6 separate regions of the Mus musculus genome follow, and regions 1, 2, 3, 4 and 5 are each linked to region 6. Evidence: chromatin contacts called from public HiChIP or PLAC-seq and promoter capture Hi-C data. All regions are on one chromosome and are shown on one strand. The core of a region is the stretch at or near the end of the contact, and the rest is flanking DNA. Distances in the headings are between cores, read along the strand shown. Region 1 holds the start of Ccdc61 (coiled-coil domain containing 61). Region 2 holds the start of Clasrp (CLK4-associating serine/arginine rich protein). Region 3 holds the start of Nectin2 (nectin cell adhesion molecule 2). Region 4 holds the start of Clptm1 (cleft lip and palate associated transmembrane protein 1). Region 5 holds the start of Apoc1 (apolipoprotein C-I). Region 6 holds the start of Vasp (vasodilator-stimulated phosphoprotein).

Region 1 (2,968 bases), core at 348-2,847, 360 kb after region 6:
TCACTGGGGGATTCTAGGCAGGGGCTCTACCACTGAGCCATGCCCCCAGCCCTTCACTGGGGGATTCTAGGCAGGGGCTCTACCACTGAGCCACACCCCAGCCCCTCACTGGGGGATTCTAGGCAGGGGCTCTACCACTGAGCCACGCCCCCAGCCCCTCACTGGGGGATTCTAGGCAGGGGCTCTACCACTGAGCCACACCCTAGCCCCTCACTGGGGGATTCTAGGCAGGGGTTCTACCACTGAGCCACGCCCCCAGCCCATCACTGGGGGATTCTAGGCAGGGGCTCTCCCACTGAGCCTTTGTCTGCCCTTGCACAGATCAGAGGTGAATATTGCAATCTTCCTCAAGGTCTCCACACCTTAATTTTTGAGAACAGGATCTCTCATTGAACCAGGAGCTCACTGAGTGGCTAGGCAGGCTGGCTAGTGAAAGCTTGGTATCCTGTTCTTGTTTTGTTAGGAATAGGGTTACAGATGCTGTGGTCGTGGCACATGCACCCTAACACACACACACACACACACACACACACACACAAAGTGTCATCTAATAAATAAGTAAACTCCTCTAGCCTGATGCCATGGTGTATGTGCCTTTAATCCCAGAACTCAGGAGGTAGAGGCAGAGGCATGGGGGTCTCGGTGACTTCGAGGACAACCTGATCTACGTAGTGAAATTCAGGCTAGCCAAAGCTATAGCGTGAGATATGTCTCAAGACAACTTCAGGAGGTTGGGGAGAAAGAAAAGAAAGAAAAAGAGCACTGGCTGCTCTTCTAAAGGGCCTGGAGCTCAGTTTCCAGCATCCCTAAGGTGCTTCACAACCATTTGTAACTACAGTCCGAGGCTCCTGACGCCGTCTTCCGACCTCTGCAGGCACCAGGCACACGCGTCGTGCACAGGCATACACGCAGGCATAAAACTCACACATATAAAATAAATAAATCTAAAACTATTAAAAAATAACTCCTACTTTGCTGTGTTGAGCTTTAATGAAGCCAGTGCCATGCCAGGCATGGTGGTACAACTCCAGTAATCTCAGTACCGGGAAGGTGGAGGCAGGAGGATCAGGAGTTCAAGGATGCATAGGAGACTAGCTTGGGCCACTTGAGGTTTTGTCATGCATGCACTGACAAAGCCAAGTCTAGCAAACCGATCAGGGTATACTTAGGCTGTCCTTACAGTTGAGAATATCCTCTAAGCCTCCTGACTTGAAGGCTCGGACCTTCCTCTGAGCAAGTTCCACACTCTAGTCAGCCCCTTCCTTCTCTGTGGGCGAGGCCTGCCTTGCTGGGGGTGGTGGGTGTGGTAGGCGGAGTAAAAATGCTATTTCCGGGATCCTCCTTCTACTCCAAGGGACCACCTTTTTCTTATGATTGGCAGAATATCTACCCAATAATCACTAGAAACAGACTGTAAACCTCGGAGGTCTCCCCACACGTGTTAGTAACGCCTCTTCCAAATAGACCAATTGTAAACTTCGGAAGGCGGGTTCTCCCATGGGGGCGGGACAGAGTGACGGGCGTCGCTTTTGACTTATGGAAACATGGCTGCCTGTAAGATCAGACCAATCAGAAGTGAGAAGGCCGGATGTGGGCGGAGCTGAAACTTCGGCGGTTGAACCGCTCGTGAAGATCGAGTCCGTGGAGGTGAAGAGCGAGTACGCGGGTGTGGGCGCGGGCTCCAGGCGCGGGCTGCAGGCGCGGGCAGTGGGGAGTCCCCAGAGCACCGATTCTTTCACGCAGGTGGACGCCAGAACCTATGCAAGCTGGAGATTTCACGGGGTCTTTAATGCATCATGTTGTCGCTCGCGAGATACGCGGCTAGAACTTAGAGAACCCTTACCGAATACTGCACTAGAGCTTGTAAGGTAGAGTTTTATTTTATATATATTACACCCCACGAGGTGCGGAGGGGGTGTCCTCGAGATGCCGTAGGTTCTGAACTTGAGTTGGTTTGGAGGATGGAGGCAGGTGAAGACAAGGCAGGGTTGAGGTTCCAGGGTTGAGGGTGTGTTCCTACCCTACGGACCAGAGGCGTTTACTGTGTGCAGGCTCTGAGCAAGTTATTTGTCGTGAAATCACTTTTAATTCTCGCTTTCTTTGCAGTGCTAGATGACAAACTTTGAAATGTTAGTCAATAGTTCTACCACTGCTGCCGAGGTCGGGAACGAGTCTTATGTTTTGTTTTTGAGACAGTGTCTCGCCTTTTTTCCTTGAACGCATAGAAATTATTGTGTGTTCACACAAGTGTGTGATGGGAGGGGGATTCATATCACAGGATGGGTGTGTAGTGACAGCTTTGGAATTTTGGTTCCTTTAAAAAACACAGAAATATTATAAGAATATGTTTTCATTTTAATCCCAGGTGTACCTGTTTTGGACAGTTCTCAGCTTACTATGATTTGCCGCTTGCTCTAGCAGAAGTGTGTTTTTGCCAGCTGCAGATAATTTTTTTTTCGATTGTGTGACATTTGGAATTTTGGGAACATTTTAGAGAGCATATAAATGTTAGGGCCCCCAAGAAGCATGTGTGCCTGTATGTGTATGTGCATGTGTGCAGGGTTGTTGGTCATTTAGGAAGGTTGGTTGTGGTTTGTTAGTAGTCACGGTCGAAGAAGAAACAAAAGGAAAGAAATTAGATTCAGGGGTTTTCCTAATTCCTCTCTTCCCCTCTATCCTTGTTTTCTCTCCTATCTAGTATTTAGGGGGTGAAAATGGGAGATAAAGCCTGGGGGAAAGAACCCACAAAGTAGCAAGGACCAGCTATATGGCTGTGGCTGTGGAGGTCGGACAACAACACTGGGTTGGTTCTCTCCTTCCACCTTTCTGTGGATTCTAGGGGTCAAGCTCCGCTCTTTGGGTTTACACAGCAGGAAGCTTTACCCATTGAGTCGTCTGGACAGCCCCTCTGAATGAACCCTGAAGTGTCATAACGCATCCTACAGTGGCACACCTTTGTAATCCCAGG
Region 2 (3,184 bases), core at 122-2,621, 330 kb before region 6:
CCATTACAGATGGTTGTGAGCCACCATGTGGTTGCTGGGAATTGAACTCAGGACCTCCAGAAGAAGAGTCAGTGCTCTTAACCGCCGAGCCATTTCTCCAGCCCCTGGAAGCTCAATTTCTAATCTGGATCTTGAGATGGGAAGACACACTTTTAATCCAGCTCTAATCTGGGCCACGATTTCTGCTGGATTGTATATAGGGATGTGGAAGAAGGAAGCTTTAGGTATTTGCCTGCTTGCCATCGTCTTGCTAGCAAGTCCATTCCTTCACTGGCGTTAGAGCCTTCTCTGTGGTTCTAGTGTATACTGAAGACCAGCTGAGGCATCCAGCCTTGTAGCCCGAGCATCTACTGATCTACTGAGTTCTTGGCCTTTCTGTTCCTAGCCTGCTATTGTTGAATTAACTGAACACAACCTACAGATAATTTTTATTAATCCCACATATATGTCTGTGTGTATACATATATATTTATATATACATATACACGTACATATATGTATACATATATATGTACATATAGGATTAAATAAAATTATATAATATATATGTGTGTGTATACATCTCAGAGAAACATACACCTTCAGGCATACACATAATATTTTTTTTCCGAGACAGGGTTTCTCTGTGTAGCCCTGGCTGTCCTGGAACTCACTTTGTAGACCAGGCTGGCCTCGAACTCAGAAATCTACCTGCCTCTGCCTCCCAAGTGCTGGGATTAAAAGGCGTGTGCCACCACTGTCCGGCAATATAAATCTTTTAAAAAGACTTTTCTATTTTTGTATTTTATGCATATGGGTGTTTTCTCGGCATGTATGCACATCAGAATAGGGCACTGGATCCCATAGGACTACAGTTAAGAGACTGGTTGTTGGGCTGGTGAGATGGCTCAGTGGGTAAGAGCACCCGACTGCTCTTCCGAAGGTCCAGAGTTCAAATCCCAGCAACCACATGGTGGCTCACAACCATCTGTAATGAGATCTGACTCCCTCTTCTGGAATGTCTGAAGACAGCTACAGTGTACTTACATATAATAAATAAATAAATCTTTAAAAAAAAAAAAAAAAAAAAAGAGACTGGTTGTGAGCCCTATGTGAGTGCGGGCAATTAAACTCAGGACCTTGGCGAGAGCTTCCAGTTCTCAATCGATTGTCACCACTCCAGCCCCTAAAAGAAATAAATCTTTAAAAACAACAACAAAACGTGTCTGGAATTCTGGGTTCCTCTACTTAAGCTCTCACTTTTAGGACAGGTCCCAGATGGTGCCACCCTGCAGGCCCCGCCCATAATCGCGAGAGCCACGCCCACATCCCAGAGCCCTTCCTCTCGACCGCGGAAGTGCCTTTTGTGCAGCGCCGCCTCTCTCCTTCGCTCAACCTCTCACTTCCGCTTCCGGTGTGGGTCGTGAGCGCGCGCGAGCGCAGCAGTGGGAGGCGGCGACTGGCCGGTGAGTGCAGGCATCCGACCCCGACCTCCCGGCTTCCGAGCGGTGGCAGTCGACCTCATCCTTGTCCGAGGCGCTCCGGAGATCACCGTGGGTGTCCGCCGGGCCCCGACGGCGGCCCCGCCTGCTTCCGCCCTGACAGGCCTCAGGCTGCGCCCCTCGCCCCTCCTCAGGCCCGAATCCGGGCTTTGGGGTTCGGCACGGACCCTGGTCCCCAGACGCAGCTCCGTCCCTGTCTTTCACCCATCGCTCCGGCCCAGGGCCGCACTCTCTCTTTTTAGCCTGCCTGGCCGGCTTCACGTCCCTCCTTTAGAGCTCAGCCGCCTGACCATCTTCATCCTCTGTCCACGCCCTTCACCTGGCCTCACCCCCCTCCCCAAGCGTGTCTGGGCTGTGCTGTTGCCTCTCTCCACTAACCTACCTTACAACACTGCTGCACCCCCCTCCCGTACCATGCATGGTTCCTGCAGAGGGATCTTAGGGGTTCTTGTGAGCCCAGCCCTGGCAGCTACGGATCGGTTTCAGACATTCCTTTTATTTCAAAAATTCCATTTTTATTTTTCCAGACAGCATCTCACTATGTAGCCTTGGCTAGCCTGGAACTTAGTACATAAACCAGGCTGGCTCCATACTCAGACATCTGCCTGTCCTGCCTTCCCACTGCTGAGATTCAAGGCATGCACCATCACTCCCAGCCATTTTTTTTTTAATTAAAGTAGGATCTCCATATTTAGGTTACACTGGACAGTGTAACCAAGGCTGGCCTTGAACTCAAGACAGTTCTGCATCAGCCTTCCAAAGGCTATCTACTCTATAGTCTTTCATATGGACTTTAGCGAGCAGAATCTAGGAGGATTTTTTTTCCCAGGAGAAGATCTTACCTAGGTCACAGAGAGCTTTCTCATAGTTCTGGAGCTACTGCCACAGGACTGTTAGGAGTCCTTTTGTGCACTCAGCGTCCTGGTCTGCAGCAGGGTCTCTCTCTCCCCTGAAGCCATGGGACTTGGAATTTAGTCCATCAGGATCAACCCCAACATGTCAGAGGACTGTAACTCTACCCACGTGGTCTTTATAGTCCCTTTGACATGTCTGGTGCCCTCCTCCCTCAGGCAGAAGCCTCAGCACCATGTGGCACGAGGCTCGGAAGCATGAGCGGAAACTTCGAGGCATGATGGTGGACTACAAGAAGAGGGCGGAGCGGCGTCGGGAGTACTATGAGAAGATTGTGAGTGAGCAGACTTGAGTGTGGGGCGGGCGGGCTCCAGAGGGAAGGGCCCTGGGCTTGGAGGTGTGTCAAGGCAAGAGCTCTTTTTCCTCACAATCCTAGTCGTCTTCCCCCACACCCCCTTCCACTGTGGCCATTTTTCTATGGTGTTGGAGATAGAAGTCTGGGCCGTGCAGTGCACCACCTGAGCTGCCCTTACCCCGTCTCTTGTTAGGTAGATGGTCTTTTTAGGTAACCTAGGCAGGCCTCAGACTCATACTCTTCCTGCCTGTGTTTACAGGTGTGTGTTGTTACCATGCTCAGCCATAGTCATTTCTTCAGCATAGTGGTTGGTGTAAACGTGAGGGCTTCTGTTTGCCTCAGTCTGCTGTGTCTGGTGCAGTCCCGGTGCACTGGTGTCAAAGACAAAAGACTCTCTAGCTCTCTGAACATTTCAGGAGTCAGGCCTCTGGAACATTCTCTGCTCCTCCATCAATGTGTTCCCAGTGCCCAGAACAACTCAGCCATTCTTGCAGCT
Region 3 (3,011 bases), core at 11-2,510, 480 kb before region 6:
GGCCTGCACACACACAAAATAATCAGCAAGCAAACAAATAGGAGCATTAACAAGAGTGGAAAGCAAGTTGGTCAGAGCCAGGGTCCACTCCTTGGGCCTTGCCACATGGGAGAGGGGCTTCATGTATGTGGCCGGTGGAGAAGGGGCCCTACCCCAGCCCAGGTGGCTCTCTCACAAGAAACCCCCAAATGCCTGGCCCTTGGGGAGGATTTGGCTGTCAGGTACTTCAGCAGCGGAGTACCTGTTCCCCTCCCCCATCCCCAACAAGTGGACCTTCTCATTAGCTCCACTCGGCGGCCCTGGGAATGTGAAAAGGCGGGTGGGGGTGGGGAGGGTGGAGCGTCTACGAAGAGACAAAAGGGCCGCCTCAAAACCAGCCACAAAGACCACAGGATTCTGGTGAGATAGAGAAAGTGGGACAAGGACAACCGGAAGGGACTGGTAGGGCCAGAGGACAGACTGACTGGTCCAGCCCCACCCAGCGGGGTTCGGCCTGCTGGGTTGGTTTATGCTGCCCCCTCGCGGAAGGCTGCGATATAAAAAAAGGATACTGGGTGGGAGGGACGCAGAGGCCAGATGCAGGGACAGGAATATTAAGAGTGACACAGAAAAAAACTATGAGACAAGAAACAGAAAGTGACAGGGACGCAAAGAGAGACGCACACAGTCAAAGGAATGCAACGAGACACGGGGACTAAGTGACATAGGCACATGGACAGACAAAGAAACACCAGAGCAGAGCCACAGAGAAACATGGGGATGCGGAGGGAGACTCAGAGGTAGAGAAAGAGGAGAAATCTGGAAAGAAATGATGCGGCGACACGAGAACCCAGGGCAGAGATCAGAAAGAAATGGGGTCCACTAAGAAGTGACCCCGACCTACCACAGCAGCAGGACTAGGAGAAAGGCTGGGACAGGGGTGTGGCCTCACCAAGGGGCGGTGCCTCAGGAAGGGAGGCCCTATGAGAGCCCACATACTCAGGCTAACCAGAGGGCAGTGGGGCGTGGTCTGGGCGAGAAGGCATGGCTTCTCCTGGTGGGAGGCGACCGGAAGTTTAGAAGGGGGTGTGACCGCGTCTCATTAGAGTGACCAGTAGGGGGCGCAGTGGGTCTTCCCGGGTTGTGTGTGGGCGTGGCTCCATGTCGAGTGGGCGTGGTCAAATAGTTAATTCCAGGAGAAGGCGGAGATAGAATCGTGGGGCCAGACAGGTGTGGGACGCGGGATGGGCGGGGTCTTAGCCCTGAGAGGGGCGGAGCCTGAGCCCTAGGATCGGCTTGGCGAAGAGGGGCGGGGCCTGTGACGTCATGAGTCCGGCCCGCTGGAGCTAAGCGAGGGGCCGGGGGGCGCGGATCCTGAGAGCCAGGCGAGGGAAAGCTGGGCCGAACGAACTGATCCGGGGAGCCGTGAGCGGCGGAAGCCGGCCTGGAGCCGGACACTTCAGACCCCTGACTGCCCTCCCAGCCGATCGGTACACGAAGAGTGGTCCCTAGGCACCCCCTGCCCGGGCCCAGTCCCTCCCCGGGCCCCCCATGGCCCGGGCCGCAGTCCTCCCGCCGTCCAGATTGTCACCGACGCTGCCGTTGTTGCCGCTGCTACTGCTCCTGCTTCAGGAAACAGGTGAAAACGCGCGGATGCCTTCGTCAGTCCTCAGAAGGGAGGGAACGGGGCATCGTCCCCCACCTCACTCCCAGCTCCCCGAGGCCCCTTTCCCTCGTGCCCCCTTCTAGGTTGGCCCTACTGATCGAGATTCTCGCAACACACCGGGCTCTCTCTCCGAGTCTCCTAACCTCCCTCTCTGCACCTCGCGTAATCACAAGTGTCCATTCTAACCCGGGTTTCTGACCCCCTCCACCTCCCTCGGCGTGGAAAGGGTTAAATCCTCCCCATCCTGTGCTGATCACTTATCCGGAATCTGGATTTCCGTCTCTGCTCTCCCCCCTCAGGAATGTGGAGAATGTTCCCCCCACTCACACTAGCTGGAGGGTCGTGATGGTGAGGAGGGACGACACCCCCCCCCCTTTTTTTTCTTTTCCTTCTTGTTGGGTTGGGCATCCGAGGCCCGGGGAGAATTGGGCGCGAGGGGACCCACAGTCGAGGTTCCCAAGACGAGTGTGTGTTGGGGGGGGGATGAGTTCGGTCTTTGGGAGCCCTTGGCAAACCAATGATGAGAGTTGGGGGCACTCAGGGGCAGGAAGGGTGTGAGTCTGGAGTGCAAGCCTCAGGGAGTTTACAGACACTGACCCCTGGGTTCTGGGAAAATTAAGAGGTTCTGCCTCCAGGATCTCAGAAGGCGAGCCTAACCCGGGTCTAGATAGAATTGGAGAAAAGGGGTTCAAACTTGTGGGTCTTGGGTTTAACTGTGGGCAAAGAGCTCTGCTCGCTGGGGTCCAGGTGCAGTTAGGGTCCAGAGGCACTATCTTGGCAGGTTCGGATTTAGCTGTAGGCAATGGAATTTAATGATCAAGGGACTCTGACCTTTACCCCTCTGCCCCCAAATATAATCAAAGGCTTAAAGACGTAGCCTGAAATTGGGAACTTAGTCGGCTGTGTCCCAGGTAGAGTCAGAGCCCGGGAGGTTTGCAGTTTTCCTCCCCTTCCCCCTTTCCTTGTGAGTGGCAACGTCCCTGGGGAAGTTTTCCGGTATCGCTTTCACCTAGTTTGGGAGGGGCGGGGCGGGGCTGGAGCGCTAAGAGTCCCAACTCCTGGTTTCGGGACCTTATCTCTCCTTTGGTCACGCCTTTGTCCTCGAAGCACTTGGAGAGGTAAATGGGAGGAGCCTCCTCTCTAAGACTCGCTCCCCTTTCCCCACCCCCCAGCCCTGGAGGGGACTTGGGGCTCTGCGAGGCCAGGGGGTGGGGGTGGGGGATGGGGTGAGGTGTAAACAGGTGTGCTGACCTCGCCCCGCCCCTAGCAGGTGACCTGGCTGTTTCTTCCTAACTACACACTCTGGGATGGGGAGCGGGGAGTTTCTGGAGAGTTTGCTCAGAACGGGGATCAGAAGGATCGTAGG
Region 4 (3,121 bases), core at 569-3,068, 390 kb before region 6:
GGGTTTCTCTGTATAGCCCTGGCTGTCCTGGAACTCACTTTGTAGACCAGGCTGGCCTCGAACTCAGAAATCTGCCTGCCTCTGCCTCTCAAGTGCTGGGATTAAAGGTGTGAGCCAGCACACCCGGCTATTTTTTTTTAAAGAGTGTTTTAGTAGGGATATAGACACTCTCACCAATTAAGGGGGCTTGTTTCCAGAGGATCAGTGTTCAGTTCTCAGTCTTCCTGTTGGGTATCTTATAATTGCTTATTGAAACAGGTGAAGTTAGAGATTCACTGGCTTCTGCCTTCTCAGTGCTGAGACTAAAGTCGAGCACCAACACTCCCAGTCCTTGATTGTGGTCTAACAATCTTTGACTTTTTAGTTACTATAAAATTTGAGAACTTTTTGTAACTGATATAATTCACTAACTTTGTAGCTAACAATTTGAGAGATTTTGTATCTAATGTAAAATCATGGTGTTCTTGTGCTGTGCCATGAAACAAACGTTCGTGAACCCCAAAAAGACCACCAAGGAGCCAAATCCAAAGCAATTGCATTAGGATCTTTTTATTCAAGCTCTTGTTGCGGTGTAGCCTAGAACTAGTGCTAGGTACCGGCCTGTTAGTTTACTTGAGTTCAATCTTAAGTCAGATTCTCTGAGATGGAGTCTGAACCCAAAGGAATTGGTCTCTCACTTGTTTAATGTGCTGAGACATAACCTGTAATCCCCGATAGCACTCCTAGCACTCCTGAGGATGAGGCTAGAAGATGCCGCAAGTTCTATGCTTGCCACAGCCAGGGCTTCATTTCAAGACCTTTCCCTTTACCCATCAAAACGAACAAACAAAAGGAGAAAATAGGATTATTACTCTCATGTATGTTATGTTTTAATCCCAGTATTCTGGAGGCTGAGGCAGGAGGATCAGGAGTTGAGGCCGGCCTGGGCTACAGAATGAGATCCTGTCTTTGTGTTTAAAGATTCGAGGTTTGCAAGAAAGCACAGACCCCTAATGGAAGACGAGTGCTAAACTAAGCGGCCTAAAAGCGGCTAAGGTCCGGGATGAAGGTGGCTCAGCGGCTAAGAGCATATCTGCTCTTCCAGAGGTCCCGAGTTTACTTCCGAGCAACCACACGGTGGCTCACAACCATCTATAAGGTGATCTGATGCCCTCTGCTGACATAAAGATACAGTGCTCGTGTACATAAAACAAATAAACGAGTCTTTATTTGAAAAAAGTGACTAGGGTCCCATTTCCAGGTGTGGTGTCCGTAAGAAAGCAGATACGGCCTAAGGATGAACTACAGTCTCCGAGGGTTGATGACGAAAGCTTAAGACAAGGAAATCGCATCAGAAGCGAAAAGAACAAAGTAATGACCACCCCTTAGGTCGAAAATCCGCAGCCAGAGAGGGGTTTTCTCTTCAAGAGGGGCGTGGCTCTAGCGAATCGCTACGGTGGCCGGAAAAGCTCCGAAACCATCGACTTTGTAAAACCCGAGAAGAAACGGCCATCCGAACTGCGGTGGAATTGCTTGGGAAGACCATACAATCAAAAAAATAACCATCCACCTTGGCCGAGTGTAACAAGTAGAACCCATGAAAAGAGCATTTCCTGCTATAGAAAGTTCAAGCACTCGGAGAAGTCACTCCCTGCTAGACCAAAACAACCAAATTGCGGTGAAAGGGGCGGACGTCGAGTACGGTGGCCTAGTTGGTCCTTCAAGAGGGCGTGGCTTGAGGCGCTCCATTCTGATACGGAAGCCTGGTGGGGACGGGTTAAGCGTAAAATCTCGCGCGATCGCGCTGGCGCCGTCGGGGACGGGGCGGGGCTGGCGGCGGGGGCGGGGACCCGGAGCAGGAAGATGGCGGCGGCGCAGGAGGCGGACGGGGCCGGCAGCGCCGTGGTGGCGGCCGGGGGAGGCAGCTCTGGTCAGGTACGGAGGCCGAGAGGTGCCTGAGGGGGCTCTTCCCCAGCGGGGGGCACCCCTGCAGGGAGTGTCTTGTCCTTTTTGGAGGAACCCGGTGCACCGGGGGCTCCATGCCCCAGAGGGACCTTGAATATTGGGCCCTGGCGGCGCCCGGCCGCCCAGGAGGCCGGACGGTGGCGGGAACCCGGCCCTGTTGCGCGCCGGGTCTCCTGCAGGCTCGCGCCGGGCGTCCAGCGGACTCCTTGCTCGAGCGGAGGAGAGGGTGGCGCGGAGGGGCGCAGACTCGGTCCTCGACTGTGTGGTTCCAGCCTCCAGCACTGTTTCTAGAGAGGGCTGGTGTTCCTGGTCCGCTCCGCAGTGCCCGAGATCGGGGGCAGTGGTTGGTTAATTGAGAGTTTTCAAGCTCAGGGCAAATACGGTAATTGTGGTGGGTAGAGGGCATGGGCTGCGGAGGCCGACCGACCCATTTCACAGACAAGGATCCGAGGGACGACAAGACGAAGGCGCTTGTAGAAGGTCACCCAGGTTAGTTTTGGTGTCCGTTCTAGGAAAAAGCTGACTGTGGGTGGTCTGGGCTGAGATGGGCGCTGTTTTAGCCCAAGCTGATCAAATAAATAGAGAAATAATTGATCCAGGCGCGTTTGCCTCCCAACCCATTACCACCTCAAATAAACTGAGACCTCAGAGCATAGCAGTTCACTCAGGCACCGTGCAGGCTTCTGCTGGAATTGATGGAGTGGAAGCAAGGTGCTGTCGACCCACCCACTGGGATGTCACTGCCGTGTAGGAGGCAGCTCAGGGGTGAGGAGTACCGACTGGGAGGGGTGCATGTAGCTGACTGGATGTGACCTTGGACAAGTTTTCTTCCTTTGGGTCTTTATTTCCCCAGTGGTTAATGGAGGACTTGGGCGAGAGGGCCAGCCTTATGGCTATAAAGATGTCTCCAGTCATGTCCCTGCAGTGAGGGGAGTGGGAGAGGAGATGGTAGCGTAAACAGACTCGGGAAGTGACAGAAGTCGGGATGAGGGGCTGTAGGGTCTCAAAGGAGGGGGACAGATACACTCAAGTGATGAGGTAGAACCCACCTTTTCTGACTGAGTCTTTCTGGCATTTCCAACCAGACCTTGGGTGCACACAGCTCAGGAAATTGCTGGTTTATCCCTGCTGTGGTGAATACACCAGCGGGGTCTGCAGGGACGTCCTAGCCTCTGGT
Region 5 (2,976 bases), core at 105-2,604, 420 kb before region 6:
GAGTTCCAGGACAGCCAGGGCTACACAGAGGAAAACAAGAAGGAAAAAAAAAAAAAAAAAAAGAACTGAATGACTAGCAGTTTTAGAACCTTAGCTGTGTGCTTCCCGTACCCTACCTGTGGCACAGGAAGCCCTTGTTGCTAAGAGTAGGATGACACTGGAAGCACCAAGCACTGGGCAGAGTAAGGGGGAAATCTGTTACATTATTCAGATGGGCGCTTGAGGACTGAGCAGGACTCCTTTCAAGAAGCAAAAGGGTCAGGCCTGGTGCCCACAGGGACTGGAAGCTAGCTAGCGCCGAGTTGGCCCCAGAGATGTCGCAACCCAGCCAGGGTCGAGAATCTGTTCCACCCCTTTCACAACCATCCCCCTGTTGTCGTCGTCCCCACCCCCACCCCCGCCCCAACTGACACGTGGGTTGCAGGGGCACCAGGCCAGCCAACCTAGAGTCTGGGCCCCTTAGCCACCAGCTGCCAGGGGGTCACTGTCGGTCAATGACAGCTCTGGGGGAGGGGGGGAGAAGGGCCTTGGACTCTAGCCTGAGAGAAAGGATGTTGTGGAAGGAGGGGGCAGGGAGGCAAGTTTAGGGCCTGCAGGGGCCTAGGAGGCCCCACAAGACCTAAAAACGGGGGAAGGGGGGTTGTGCCAGTTAGGGGACACTATGGAGCTCTGCAAGCTAAGAGGCTCTTAGCTTCTTTGCAGTTTTGACTAGCTGAAGAGGCAACTTCTAAGGAAGGGAGATGAGGGGATGCCAAGATCCCAGAGAGCATCCGAGGAGGTCTGAGGGTGTGCAGATGCAAAGGCATTGGAGGTGAAGGGAGCCAGGGTGCAGCATCCGGGACAGAATGTGAGCTGAGGCTCCTGGTCAAGGAGAAGGTAGAGAAGAGCTAACCTGAGGATGCAGTGTGAGCTAGGGGTGAGATGGGGGTGAGGGGAGTTGTTTGTAAGACCCCCCCCCTTAAGGTGGGACAGCCTCAGAGAGAGAGTGAGTAGGCAGAGCAGCCAAGGCTGGGTGGAGATCAATGAGATTTGGAAGTGAGGATGCTGACCAGTGACGAGCCTTGGGCCTAAATAAAAAGCCTGGATGTGGGATCTGCCTCCCAGTATCGACCAGAATGACAGAAGAGAGTGGGCTGGTTGTGTTGGTGTTGGTGCATGCCTGTAATCCCAGCAACTCACTAGAGAGGCAGAGGCAGGAGCATCACAAATTCCAGGCCAGCCAAAAAGCCTATGTAAAAAAAAAAAAAAGAGAAAAAAGAAAAAAGAAAAAGTAGGTGGACACAGAGACAAGGGGGAGGCTCAGGGGGAGGGCGACCAGCTTGCTCCGCCCCCTCCCCAACCGGTTAAACCTCTGTGCAGGATCCTCCCACCGCCATGGGCCTCCTGAGAGATCCTTAGATCCAGGTTAGTGCATAGGAAAGTGTCCCCCCACTACCTACAGCTAAGGGATTGGGGTGGTGGGATCATGGTGGAGGGCGGTGGTGAATACTAGCGATGTCCCCCGCTACCCGTGCGTCTGCCTCCAGGGTGCCCCTCCAACCAGGATGAGGCTCTTCATCGCTCTTCCTGTCCTGATTGTGGTCGTAGCCATGACCTTGGAAGGTAAGAAAGAGCCTTGGAAGGTAAGAAAGAGGCTTGGAAGTGTGAAGTTGGCCTTGTGCCTGCGGCCCAGGCTTAGAAGACCCTCGAGGAGGGCTCTGAGGTCCCTTTCTGTGTCATCATTCCACTACCGCCCTCCCATCGTCCCCCATCCCACCTGCCAGGTGCCTTATTTTTGTGTCAAAGTGGGTGCTGAAGGAGGCAACTCTGTCCAGAAAAGACGCAGTAACCAATGACCTAGGATACCACCCTTTGGAATTGGCTAATCTTCCTAGAAGGGGCGGAGCGTAAAAACAAGGAGGTGAGAGGTGCAGTAAAATCAAGTGTCCAATACCCTCCCCCATGCTAATGAGTTTGCTCGCAACCCTCTCGCGGCAGGCCCAGCCCCCGCCCAGGCGGCCCCGGATTTGTCCGGAACATTGGAGAGCATACCGGATAAACTGAAGGAGTTTGGGAACACTTTGGAAGACAAGGCCCGGGCAGCCATTGAACATATCAAACAGAAGGAAATTTTGACCAAGACCCGGTTAGGACCTTTCAGGGCACGGGCGGGTGGTGTGTGTGTGTGTGCGTGCGCGCGCGCCCGTGTGTAAAAGCCCTAGCAGACAGTTCCACACTGACACAATGGGGAAACTGCACCAGAGTGTTTGACACTTTCCCTGAAGTCATAGAACTGTATCTGAAGTCATTGAACTGGATGTCAAAGTGCTCGTAGTGTGGAGACAGGCGGTGTAACTCCCAGCCAACTGTTAGAGATGTTTCCAAGTCCTAGTGAAGGGCCAAGCTAGGCGGCTGACTGGTTAGGACAGACCCTGACCCCTCCCTGTGTACTCTTGAGACAGGTCATGACTTGAGTCTCCGAGACAGAGAAAGAATGTAGGAGAGTTGGGGCAGGGGCACAGCAGAAGCTGTACAGGCCTGGGCTCTGCAGTTTACACTGGCCAAAGAGAGATTAGGGCATGCTGGGTTAAGAACTAGCCAGGCAGTGGTGGCGCACACCTTTGATCCCAGTATTCATGAGGCAGAGGCAGGCAGATCTCTTTGAGGCCAGCCTGATTGGAGCTAGTTCTAGGAAAGCCAGGGCTACACAGAGAAACCCTGTCTCAACACCACCACCACCCCCCAAAAAAAAGGGCCCAGCAAAGAACAGAAATAGGAGTTTGAGACCAGCCTGGGCTATAGGCAAGGTTCTGCCTCAAATTGAAAACAACAACAAAAAGCAGGAGGTGAAGACACCTGAGAGACACCTGGTATGCTGTAAACAGGTTGGCTAGCCAGTTTGGCAAGTAGACAAATCGTTCATTTAAAGTGAGGTCTGAGTTTGATTACAAATATCCAGCCAGGCCTAAACTTGGCAAAGGAAGTTTCCTTTGGAGG
Region 6 (2,894 bases), core at 23-2,522:
TCAGGACCTTTGGAAGAGCAGTCAGTGCTCTTAACCGCTGAGCCATCTCTCCATCCCCCCCCCCCCTTTAACTGCTGCCCTACTTCCACAGGCCACTTTTGTTCTTAAATATATAACCTCAGATGACGTTAAAGTCACCCTGTAGCCCAGGTTGGCCTCAAACTCGTGATCCTCTTGCCTCAGCCTCCTGGTTTGAGCAGGACAACTAACTGGTGTACTAGATTTTTTTAGAGCAGAATTACTGTAAGAGTTTGGCCTGAAGGTTGAGGTTCTTACAAGTGAAGGACAACAGGGAGCCAGCATAGCATCCAGGAAATGGATTGGCCAAAGGCCACGTGGATTGATTCTCGTGAGTTTGGGAGCGGGGGGACCCAAATAAGCTAAACCCATTCCCTGTCTCTGAGCCTCAGTTTCTCGATCAGTAAGTCAGGAACTGCCATTTTCTTAGAGTTACCGCCTTTCAGCCGGCCAGGTAGAGCTCTACGGGAGGGGCGTGTCTGCATGATGATGTAACTCTGGGCGGGGCCTATGGGTCCCACTGCGGAAGGCTTGGGGGAGGGGGGGCTCGACTCAGCCCGGACGTGTTGGCGGGGAAGGGGCTCTAGAGGAGGGTCTCCGGGCCTCTGAGCCTGCCGGATTGTTGGGACGATCCTACTACCCTCCGTGGGCAAAATTAAGCTGTAGCTGGGCCCGCGTGGGGAGCAGATCGGGGTCTCACCACCAACCCTTCGCTCCTAGTCTATCCCCCACCCTTACCCCCGCCCCCACCCCAACCACGACCCGGCCGCGGTGAGTCAGCGGCCCGCCGCGCCCCCTCGCTCACTTCCTCCACACCTTCCCCGGGAGGGTGGGGGGCGGCGAGGGGTGGGGCTCGGCCTGAGAAGCGAGATCTGGGGAAGAGAAGTGCGGAAGTGTTACTTAAAGGTGGAAATTGATGAGATCCCTTGCTTAACCAAGGGTACCCCCATCCCCCAAAAAATAAACTGAGAAGTCCACGGAGCGAGTTGGAGTGGAGAACCTACACCCCCAGATCTCTACTAAAGAATTTGATAGTGGAGACAGCTAGAGATCAAAGAAAGGCCCCTTGTCTCTTCCACCAAGCTTTCCCCTCCAACTCCGGAGTGAGGCTCAGGGTGCACCCCCACGCCACAAGACCGGGAAAGGAGTGCAATTGCGGAAGCCCAAGGTTCCGCGTTGCCTTTTAAACGCTCTCCATCCCCCGCCTGGAGGCGTCCACGGCCCCTTTAAGGCGCAGGGAATTGTGGGTACGGGGAGTGGAATTTTGGAACGAAATGTAGCAAAGAGAGTACAGTAGTAAGAGTAACCGCGTAGGTGCAGCCGGCCGAGGGGGTGCGCCGGCGAGGTTCGGACGCTGCACCCCGCTTTCCATCGCAGGGGATCCCAGCACATCAGAACACCGGTGGGAGGAGGCGCCTGAAGACCCGCCCCGGCCCGGTCCACGTTCTCCCCAGGAAGCTGGACTCTATGGGGCGGGACCCCGAGAGAGACTGAGCAGAACCTGGAGCCAGCCCCGCACCCCTGCACTTCCAATCAGGGGCGCCCCGGGAGCACTCCCCGTGGGCGCGCCGCCCGCCCTCCGCGCAGCCATGAGGTGAGCCCCGAACCCTCCAGCCGGGTCCCAGCCGGGAGCCGGCTCCGCGCCCCGCCTTTGTCCCCCTCCCCCCCTCCAGCGCATTTGGGGCTAGATTTAGGGGACACAGCGCTTTGGGCGTCCCAGATCTGAGCCGGTGCCTTCTGGAACGATCTCTAAATATCGACACCCCGTTTCTCCACACTACTCCCTAAAGGCTTGGGGCGGTGCCGGCTGAGGTTCTCTTGATGGCTTTCAGGTTTAGGGGCGCTCTCGGGACTCAGAATTTGAAGACTTTTGGGGGGAGCACCTCTGAGTTCTCAGATAGTCAGATCCTCGCAGGGATGATCTAGTATAAGCGGGCTCAGAGTTACCGCCCCCAAACTCAAAACCAGGTGGGAGGCTGGCTAGAGAACCCTAGCCCTAAAACTCTTGAGTCTCAGGTTGTGGTTGGAATTCGGATCCTTGCGTCTAGGGCACTGGATGAGAGTCCCAGAGTGGAATCGCGGTCCTTAACTTTAGGGGCACTTCTTGATGTTCCTAAATTTGGTGGACACCGAGGTTCTCCTGTGGAGGAGTTCTTGGGAATCTGGCCCACGGGGCCTAGAGGGTCTGGATGGGACTCTTCTCCCCTTAGGCAACCAGGTTGGGTCCTAGGGCCCTGGAGCACTCCAGGCCCAGGGCGGCTCCTGGACCCCCGGGCCAGAGGACGGTTCTGGTCCCCCCCCCCCAACCTGGTGGCCGGGGAGGGAGGGGGCGCAGCAGCTGGGGGAGGGGGGCCTTTGTCTTCCTGACTCACCTGTCGAGACAGCTGGTGTGGGGGGCGGGCCCCCGAGTGAGCACTGTGGCCAGCTGCTTTCCCCACACCACAGTCCCTCCCCCTGGGCTCAATGTCGCTGGGTGTTACCCCCTTCCCCAGGCCGTGGGATTGGAGGAGGGGGCGCTGGAAAGCGTCAAGGTCATAGCCTTCTCCCTCAGGGACCCAGGCTCACTAGCTTCTTCCAGCTCTCTTCCTAGGAATTTAATCTTGTAGGTGAGGGGGATACAAAGATTTTTTTTTTCTTTTTTCTTTCTTTTTTTTTTTTTTTGTATGTCTTCCCTGGGACTTGCCCTGAACTCCTGGGCTCACCTGAGGGCGGGGCCTGGCCTGACAGAGGCCTCCCCTCCTCTCAGCCCCAGCCACCCCCACCCCCCCATAATCTCTCCCTTGGGGCCACATCTTGACAATACTGTCTCCCTTCCTCCACTTTGGCTGGGACTTCCTGCCCCAAAGCCCCTGGCTGGAGGAGGAGTCTCCTGGGGA

What was found. Promoter capture Hi-C pulls out the DNA fragments that hold promoters and counts their contacts. HiChIP or PLAC-seq counts read pairs in DNA pulled down with a chosen protein or histone mark.
Region 1: a contact with region 6 is called in a FOXA1 HiChIP or PLAC-seq map of pancreatic cancer cells. The contact joins the promoter of Ccdc61 here to the promoter of Vasp in region 6. A contact is called at or near these places in 1 of 39 promoter capture datasets (second pharyngeal arch cranial neural crest), 1 of 484 Hi-C or Micro-C datasets (embryonic stem cells) and 1 of 115 datasets of contacts at active chromatin or transcription factors (pancreatic cancer cells).
Region 2: a contact with region 6 is called in a promoter capture Hi-C map of liver. The contact joins the promoter of Clasrp here to the promoter of Vasp in region 6. A contact is called at or near these places in 11 of 39 promoter capture datasets (the C10 cell line, the HPC-7 cell line, cranial neural crest and 8 more), 1 of 484 Hi-C or Micro-C datasets (CD8 T cells), 1 of 115 datasets of contacts at active chromatin or transcription factors (bone marrow-derived macrophages) and 2 of 9 other capture datasets (adipose tissue and pancreatic islet).
Region 3: a contact with region 6 is called in an H3K4me3 HiChIP or PLAC-seq map of embryonic stem cells, with 6 times the contacts expected there. The contact joins the promoter of Nectin2 here to the promoter of Vasp in region 6. A contact is called at or near these places in 5 of 39 promoter capture datasets (cranial neural crest, liver, maxillary cranial neural crest and 2 more), 1 of 484 Hi-C or Micro-C datasets (embryonic stem cells) and 2 of 115 datasets of contacts at active chromatin or transcription factors (bone marrow-derived macrophages and embryonic stem cells).
Region 4: a promoter capture Hi-C map of pre-B cells shows a contact between it and region 6, with 3 times the contacts expected there. The contact joins the promoter of Clptm1 here to the promoter of Vasp in region 6. A contact is called at or near these places in 4 of 39 promoter capture datasets (the C10 cell line, cranial neural crest, liver and 1 more), 2 of 115 datasets of contacts at active chromatin or transcription factors (embryonic stem cells and pancreatic cancer cells) and 3 of 9 other capture datasets (adipose tissue, liver and pancreatic islet).
Region 5: a contact with region 6 is called in an H3K4me3 HiChIP or PLAC-seq map of bone marrow-derived macrophages, with 4 times the contacts expected there. The contact joins the promoter of Apoc1 here to the promoter of Vasp in region 6. A contact is called at or near these places in 9 of 39 promoter capture datasets (the C10 cell line, cranial neural crest, frontonasal cranial neural crest and 5 more) and 4 of 115 datasets of contacts at active chromatin or transcription factors (bone marrow-derived macrophages, embryonic stem cells and pancreatic cancer cells).

What each region holds. Positions count from the first base shown.
Region 1 is chr7:18,909,033-18,912,000 of GRCm38.p6, reverse strand. Ccdc61 (coiled-coil domain containing 61) reads left to right here and starts at 1,597. Exons shown (of 14, transcript NM_001033314.3): 1 at 1,597-1,868.
Region 2 is chr7:19,602,673-19,605,856 of GRCm38.p6, reverse strand. It overlaps Clasrp (CLK4-associating serine/arginine rich protein), which reads left to right and starts at 1,371. Exons shown (of 21, transcript NM_016680.5): 1 at 1,371-1,445; 2 at 2,552-2,667. The coding sequence starts at 2,569.
Region 3 is chr7:19,747,822-19,750,832 of GRCm38.p6, reverse strand. It overlaps Nectin2 (nectin cell adhesion molecule 2), which reads left to right and starts at 1,260. Exons shown (of 9, transcript NM_008990.3): 1 at 1,260-1,618. The coding sequence starts at 1,531. Gm34744 (a long non-coding RNA gene) reads right to left here and starts at 1,263. Exons shown (of 3, transcript XR_881878.3): 1 at 884-1,263.
Region 4 is chr7:19,663,727-19,666,847 of GRCm38.p6, reverse strand. Clptm1 (cleft lip and palate associated transmembrane protein 1) reads left to right here and starts at 1,818. Exons shown (of 14, transcript NM_019649.2): 1 at 1,818-1,914. The coding sequence starts at 1,843.
Region 5 is chr7:19,691,037-19,694,012 of GRCm38.p6, reverse strand. Apoc1 (apolipoprotein C-I) reads left to right here and starts at 1,354. Exons shown (of 4, transcript NM_001110009.2): 1 at 1,354-1,404; 2 at 1,527-1,602; 3 at 1,978-2,125. The coding sequence starts at 1,545.
Region 6 is chr7:19,270,232-19,273,125 of GRCm38.p6, reverse strand. It overlaps Vasp (vasodilator-stimulated phosphoprotein), which reads left to right and starts at 1,272. Exons shown (of 13, transcript NM_009499.3): 1 at 1,272-1,612. The coding sequence starts at 1,608.